Regions from separate parts of the Pan troglodytes genome. Here region 1 is linked to region 2. A link is a contact called in public HiChIP or PLAC-seq data. All regions are on one chromosome and are shown on one strand. The core of a region is the stretch at or near the end of the contact, and the rest is flanking DNA. Distances in the headings are between cores, read along the strand shown.

Region 1 (3,010 bases), core at 185-2,684, 310 kb after region 2:
CCCAACTCCCACCCTCCACCTCCCACCCCCATTCCCGCCAGAAACCAGAAGCAACTGGCGGCCTCTGGTCCAGCCAGCAGGCGCATCCCTTCTCGTGGGTGGGGTGGGGGGGCGCTCCCTCTCTCCCTCTCTCCCCCCACCCCCCACCCCCGCCCCCAGCCCTCGATGTTCAAGGTCAAGGCAGCCAGCGCACGGGGTTGGGGGAAGGGTGGGGGAGGTCGCCCCGGCCCCTTTGTGCGACGCCGCGGGCACTCGCCCTCCGCCTCCTCCACCAGGCCCGGGAGGAGGGGGAGGGGAGCGCCTCGCTCGCCTGCGGGGAGGGAGGGCGGGAGCGGCCGAGTGCCTGTCACTTGGAGCCCGCTGTCACCGCCTGGGAACGGGGGGTGGGGAGCGCTGGGACCCGGAGTCCGGGATCCCGAAGAGGAAGCAAGAGCGAGATGGAGAGGGGGAAGGGGAGGGGTGGAGAGCGCGAGGGATGGCAAGGAGAGGAGAGGGTCAGGAGGGGCCAGGCTCGGACCCAGGCTTCCGGATTCCCAGCCACCGGGCCCGGGAAGAGGCGAACGCTCGGAGGGCCGCGGCCAGGGAGAAAGGGAGGGAATCCCCGGAGACCGAGGGCGCTCCCGGCACCCCCTCCTGGGCAGCCGGTCCCCAAAGGGATCAGAGATGCTCCCGTTTGATGTGTATGCGCGGGGAGAGGGAGGGATGCCGCGGTCCAGACTGACGGCGGGTTCGGGGCTTCTAGTTCCCGGGATCCCGGGAGGAAAAAGGGGAGGCAGCGGGGATGGAACTGGGGACCCCCGACGTCTCAGCTCCCACCCTGCGGCCGCGAGGGCCGGGGTCCTCAGAGAAAGAAGGGGAAAGAGAGAAAGGCGCTTTGATGAGCGGAGAGCGGGTGATGGAAACCCTGGAGACCGAGGTCCGGACTTAGGTGTTCGAGCTTTCAGCCCCGGCCGGGGCAGGCCCGGCACCTCCGGAGACCCTGAGGGAGAGATGGAGGAGAGGGAAACCCCTACCCCCACTCTGGGTGGGGAAACGGCCTCCGCCACCCCCAGCCCGCGCCGCATTCCTTCACTGACAGCGACAAAGAAGAGGCGCCCCCGCGACCCTGGAGGGGCTCCCGCCCCCAACCCCAGGGGGCGACAGGGGGTAGGGGCCCCCGGGGCAAGGGTTCGCGCTGGGGGCCCCCATTCAACTACGGTCCGCGCGCTGCGTCCCCCTCCTCAGCCCCAGGGCGGGCGGGGGAAGGGCTCCTGGTGGGGGGGTCTGGACAGGGGGCGGGGACGGCAGGGACACTCACGACTTGAGCGGGTTCTGAATGGCGGTGGCCATGGCCCGCTCGGCTGGGCCGCCTCCGGCCCGGGGCGCCGCTGCCGCCGCGCGCGGGCCCAGCCCGGCCTGCGCCGCCCGCTCTGCCGCCCAGCGCGCTACGATTTCATTCATTCTTGGGGCTGCGGCGCGAGCGGAGCGGGGCGGGCCGGGGGCGGGGCTCAGCCAATCCCCGCGCCTCCCAGCGCACGACGGGACGTGGAGTCTAGGGGCGCGCGGCGGCGCCCGAGGGCGCCCCTGCCCGGACTACACGTCCCAGGGGGCGTCAGGAGGACCGCGCTCCCATTGGCTGCTGGGGATACAGGGAGGGGCGGGTCTCCCCCCAGAGCATCTTTCCTCCCTCCCTGGGAGTGCTCGGTCTCCAACTCGGGATCTCCACCCTCCAGGCACCGCGGGCGCGGAAGCAGGTGGTCCCTAGCTTCTAGATGTCCCCAGGGTATGTGGATGACCCTAGGGTCTGTCGTGTATTCTTGTCTAGGCCTATTTGGGTGTCTCTTCTATGTCGGACAGCCTGTGAACAAGCGCAGGGGTTAATCAGTGCCTTTGTTCATTTACTGAGTGCCTGCTGTGTTCCAGGAACTCTTCTAGGCACTGGGGATACAGCAATGACCAAAACAAAGTTGCCGCTCTCAAGGAGCTGACATTCTAGTGGAGAAAGACAGATAATAAGAAAATAAATAGATAAAATCATTTCAGACAGTGAAAGGTGCTATAAAGAAAAGAAAATGGGGCCAGTCGTGGTTGCTCATCACTTTGGGAGGCCTGTAATCCCATCACTTTGGGAGGCCAAGGCAGGTGGATCATCTGAGCTTAGGAGTTCAAGACCAACATGGGCAACATGGCGAAACCCCGTCTCTACCCAAAATACAAAAAATTAGCTGGGTGTGGTGGTGCATGCCTGTAGTCCCAGCTACTCAGGAAGCTGAGGTGGGAGGATCACTTGAGCCTGGGAGGCAGAGATTGCAGTGAGCCGAGATTGTACCACTGCATTCCAGCCTGGGTGACAGAGCGAGACCCTGTCTCAAAAAAAAAAAAAAAAAAAAAAGAGAGAGAGAGAAAGAAAGAAAAAGAAAAAGAGAAGAGTCCAGGCACACACTTATAATCCCAGCACTTTGGGAGCCTGAGGCAGGAGGATTGCTTGAGCCCCATAGCACAAGACCAGCCTGGGCAACATAGTGAGATCCCATCTCTGCAAAAAGTTTTAAAATTATCTGGGTGTGGTGATGCATGTCTGGAGTCTCAGCTACTCAGGAGGCTGAGGCAAGAAGATCACTTGAGCCTGAAAGTTGGAGGCAGTAGTGAGCTCCAGCCTGGACAACAGAGAGAGTCTCCGTCAAAAGTAAGAAAGCAAGCAAGCAAGCAAGAGAAAGAAAGAAAAAGAAAGAAAAGAAGAAAATAAAATAGATTCAGCAGAACACAGATTCCAGAAAGAAAAAAGAAGCAAATAAAAAATAATTTTAAAAAAAGAAAACAGATTGATTTGAAGGAGTGAAGAAGTGGCTTCTCTGAAGAGATGACATTTGAGCTAAGGTCTAGAAGTTGCCAGCATGCACTAAGAAGCATGTCTAGGCACAGGATCACCAAGTGCAAATGCCCTGGGCTGGGAACAAGTGTGGCATGTTCAAAGATCAGGAAGCAATTGAGTGTGACTGGAGCAGAGTGAGCAGGGGGAGACAGCCTGGGG
Region 2 (3,043 bases), core at 274-2,773:
AAAAAATGTAGAACTGAAGCAATGAAAACATTTTTCCATTAACCTAACTTGGAATAATATTTTGGATATATTTGGGTTAAATAAAATATTAAAATTAATTTCATAGCTGGGTGAGATGGCTCACGCCTATAATCCCAGCACTTTGCGAGGCTGAGGTAGGAACATGTCTTGAGGCCAGGAGTTCAATACCAGCCTGGGCAACATAGCAAGAAAAAAAAAGTAAGTAAATAATAATGATAAATAAAATGAATTTTACCTGTTTATGTCAAAATTAAAATTGCATATGTGGCTTGCATTACACATAAAAACACACACATATATAATTTTTTTTTTTTTTAAAGAGACAGGGTTCTGCTTTGTCGCCCAAGCTGGAGGGCAGTGATGCTATCATGGTTCACTGCAGTCTCAAACTCCTGGGCTTAAGCGATACTCAGCCTCTTGAATAGCTGGGACTATGGCCACATGCCACCACGCCTAGCTAGTTTTTTAGTTTTAGTAGAGATAGGGTCTTGCTATGTTACCCGGCCAGTCTCCAACTCCTGGCCTTAAGTGATCCTCCTGCCTCGGTGGCTCAAAGTGCAGGGTGTATTTCTCTTAGCTAGTATTGCTCTACATTGTTGTAGTCTGGTGGTGGCCTGATATCCCTACTGGACTGAAAACTCCCTGAAGGTAGGACTCCAGTCTGTCTGGATTTCTCTTGTGTCTCCATAATCACCCAACCTGACATGGAATAGGTGGTTAATCCATTTTTGTTGAATGAGTGGAAAAATGTGGTCTCCCAGGAAGAAACATATGCTTCCCAGCTTCAAGTGCTAGTGAACATCTTCCTAGAAGGCAGGCTGAGGCGGAAAGGGTATTGACTCCGGCTTCTCCACCAGAGGACCTTGCAATTCCAGTCAATTCCCTCGGTAACTCTTATGGAGGAGTGGCAATATACATTAAAAAAGGAGTGTGTGTTGCGGGGTATTCCGCTGCTTGGTTATGTCACCAGGTGGATTAAATTTGGACAAAATTTCCCAAGGTGTAGGTACTCTACAAACACTAGTTACCCTCAGGAATGTGCGATCAACAAAAGAATGCAAGATAACAAGGCCCCTAGGCAGCCCCCGGGTCTTGTGGCTCCCGTCGAAGGCAGAGCTCTGGAGCCGCCTACGCCGGGGAGAGGCGACTACACCTGGGGCCCCTCACCCTCGGGCCTCCTGCACGTGGCAGGGAAGGCAGGGCGTCTCTATCTCAAAGCATCGGCTGCGCCTGTTACCTGCGACAGGATTCCCGACAAGGGACGGGTACGGCGTGTGCACTCAGGAGCTCCTAGAGCTAGGGGCAGCAACTAAGAAGCTACCTGGCGGATGCTGCGAGAGGACTCCGCCCACAGAACGGTTGGCCCCCAACCCCGCAGCCGGCGGACTTCCCGAGGCCAGGGGTCTGAACGCGCGTGCGCATGGGCGCGCGCTCTCGAAAGAAAAAAAAAAATCCTCTCCGCGGGGGCCCGCGGCAATTTAGGCCGGGGTCTGCCGACGACCGCGCGTGCGCGGGCGTGCATCTACGCCCTCTTCCACCGCCCCCTCCGCTGGGGGTCTAGCGCACTGCTCCGCTTCCCCCGTTTCCCCCGGGCTAGCGTCCTAGGGGTGAGTGACTCGAGCCTGGCAGAGAGTGAGGGAGAGGTTCCGCCGAATGAAGGGAGGAGGTAGACGGGGCCAGAAGAAAGGAGAAACCGCCCCGGCGGGGCGAAGAGCGCGGCTCTCGAGCTGTAGTCTGCAGGAGACACACCTCCCTCCCTCACGCCCCTCGGGGCTGCGGAAGTGCTCTAGAGACTGGAGCTGCACGAAGGCGACCAGCGGACTACCGTTCCTAGGAGGCAGCGCGGCGGTGCGCCTACGGCTCCCGGCAGCCCCCGCGCGCTATTCTCTTTTGAGTTCGCGGCCGGCTAGGGCGAAACTACAGTTCCCAGGAGGACTCGCGCGAAGCGGCTTGGAAGTGGGCAGCCTGGAAGTCACTCGGGCCACCGGAGCTGGCGGCGTCTCCAGCGAGCGGCGCGGAGCTGGACGCCGCGATCGTGGGGCCCGCGAGGCGGGCAGCCGGGGCGTCCAGGTACGTGGCTCCGGGTGCAGGATCGGCCTCGCGCAAGGGTGGCGGGGAATCGGTGGCTGCCCGGACCCCGAGGGTCAGCGCGGGCGGACGGCCGGGTGTGGGTACTGGCCGTGGGGGGCGGCGGCGCCGGGACTCGCGCCCTCCGGACCCAGCCGGACTCGTGCCCGCATGGCTCAACTTTCCAGGCGTGCACCCCGGCGCTGTGGTGAAGAGCTTGGAGGCGGGGAGCGGTGGATTCGCGTCCCGGCTGTGCCACTCGGGAGCCGCGATCTGGGGAAACCGCGCCGAACCTCAATTTCCCCTGCAGTAAAACGGAGTAGGAGAGCATCTTGGCGGAGACTCTGTTGAGATAATATAATAAAACATTTGGCACATAGGAGGCACTTACTACGTATTTGGGTTATTGTTAGCTCTCCGAAAAATGAGGTGAAGATGTTATCGATTGCATAGGGTGAGGATTAGTTGAGCGTGTGCATGTAAAGAGGTGAGTCCTTAGTTAGCACCCAATGCAGGCTAGCTGCTGTTAACCGAGATTATTTTGTTAAGAGCGTTGGTTTGGAAGGCAGAGAGACCCCAGGTTCAAATTTGAACATTTACCAGTTGTGTGACTTTGGGCAACTGGCTTCACCTCTCTGTGCCTTGGTTTCCCTATCTATAAAATGGGGATTTAAATAGCAACCACTTCGTCGAGTTGTTTTCAGGATGCAGTGAGAATACCATGTGTAAAGTGCTTAGCTCAGCAGCTGGCATATAACGCTCAGTAAATGGTACCATTTATTCAGCGTTTTCCTAGTGGCCCAGAGACCCTCTGAGGGTGGGGCTCTGGCCGTAGTATTGGTCACCCCCGAGGGCCAGATTCAGAACTGGTCCAGTTGACTTCCCTTCCTACTACCTCCGGTTCCTCATTTACAAAATGGGATAATAACAAGATCACTCTCAAAGGGTTGTAAGG

The links. HiChIP or PLAC-seq counts read pairs in DNA pulled down with a chosen protein or histone mark.
Region 1: a contact with region 2 is called in an H3K4me3 HiChIP or PLAC-seq map of stem cell-derived excitatory neurons, with 10 times the contacts expected there. The contact joins the promoter of DPF1 here to the promoter of SIPA1L3 in region 2. A contact is called at or near these places in 2 of 7 Hi-C or Micro-C datasets (a lymphoblastoid cell line and stem cell-derived neural progenitor cells) and 1 of 1 datasets of contacts at active chromatin or transcription factors (stem cell-derived excitatory neurons).

Annotation. Positions count from the first base shown.
Region 1 is chr20:41,350,776-41,353,785 of NHGRI_mPanTro3-v2.0_pri, forward strand. DPF1 (double PHD fingers 1) reads right to left here and starts at 1,435. Exons shown (of 12, transcript XM_016935836.2): 1 at 1,298-1,435. The coding sequence starts at 1,329.
Region 2 is chr20:41,037,070-41,040,112 of NHGRI_mPanTro3-v2.0_pri, forward strand. SIPA1L3 (signal induced proliferation associated 1 like 3) reads left to right here and starts at 1,524. Exons shown (of 22, transcript XM_024351291.3): 1 at 1,524-2,091. WDR87 (WD repeat domain 87) reads right to left here and starts at 1,433. Exons shown (of 6, transcript XM_054673401.2): 1 at 1,259-1,433.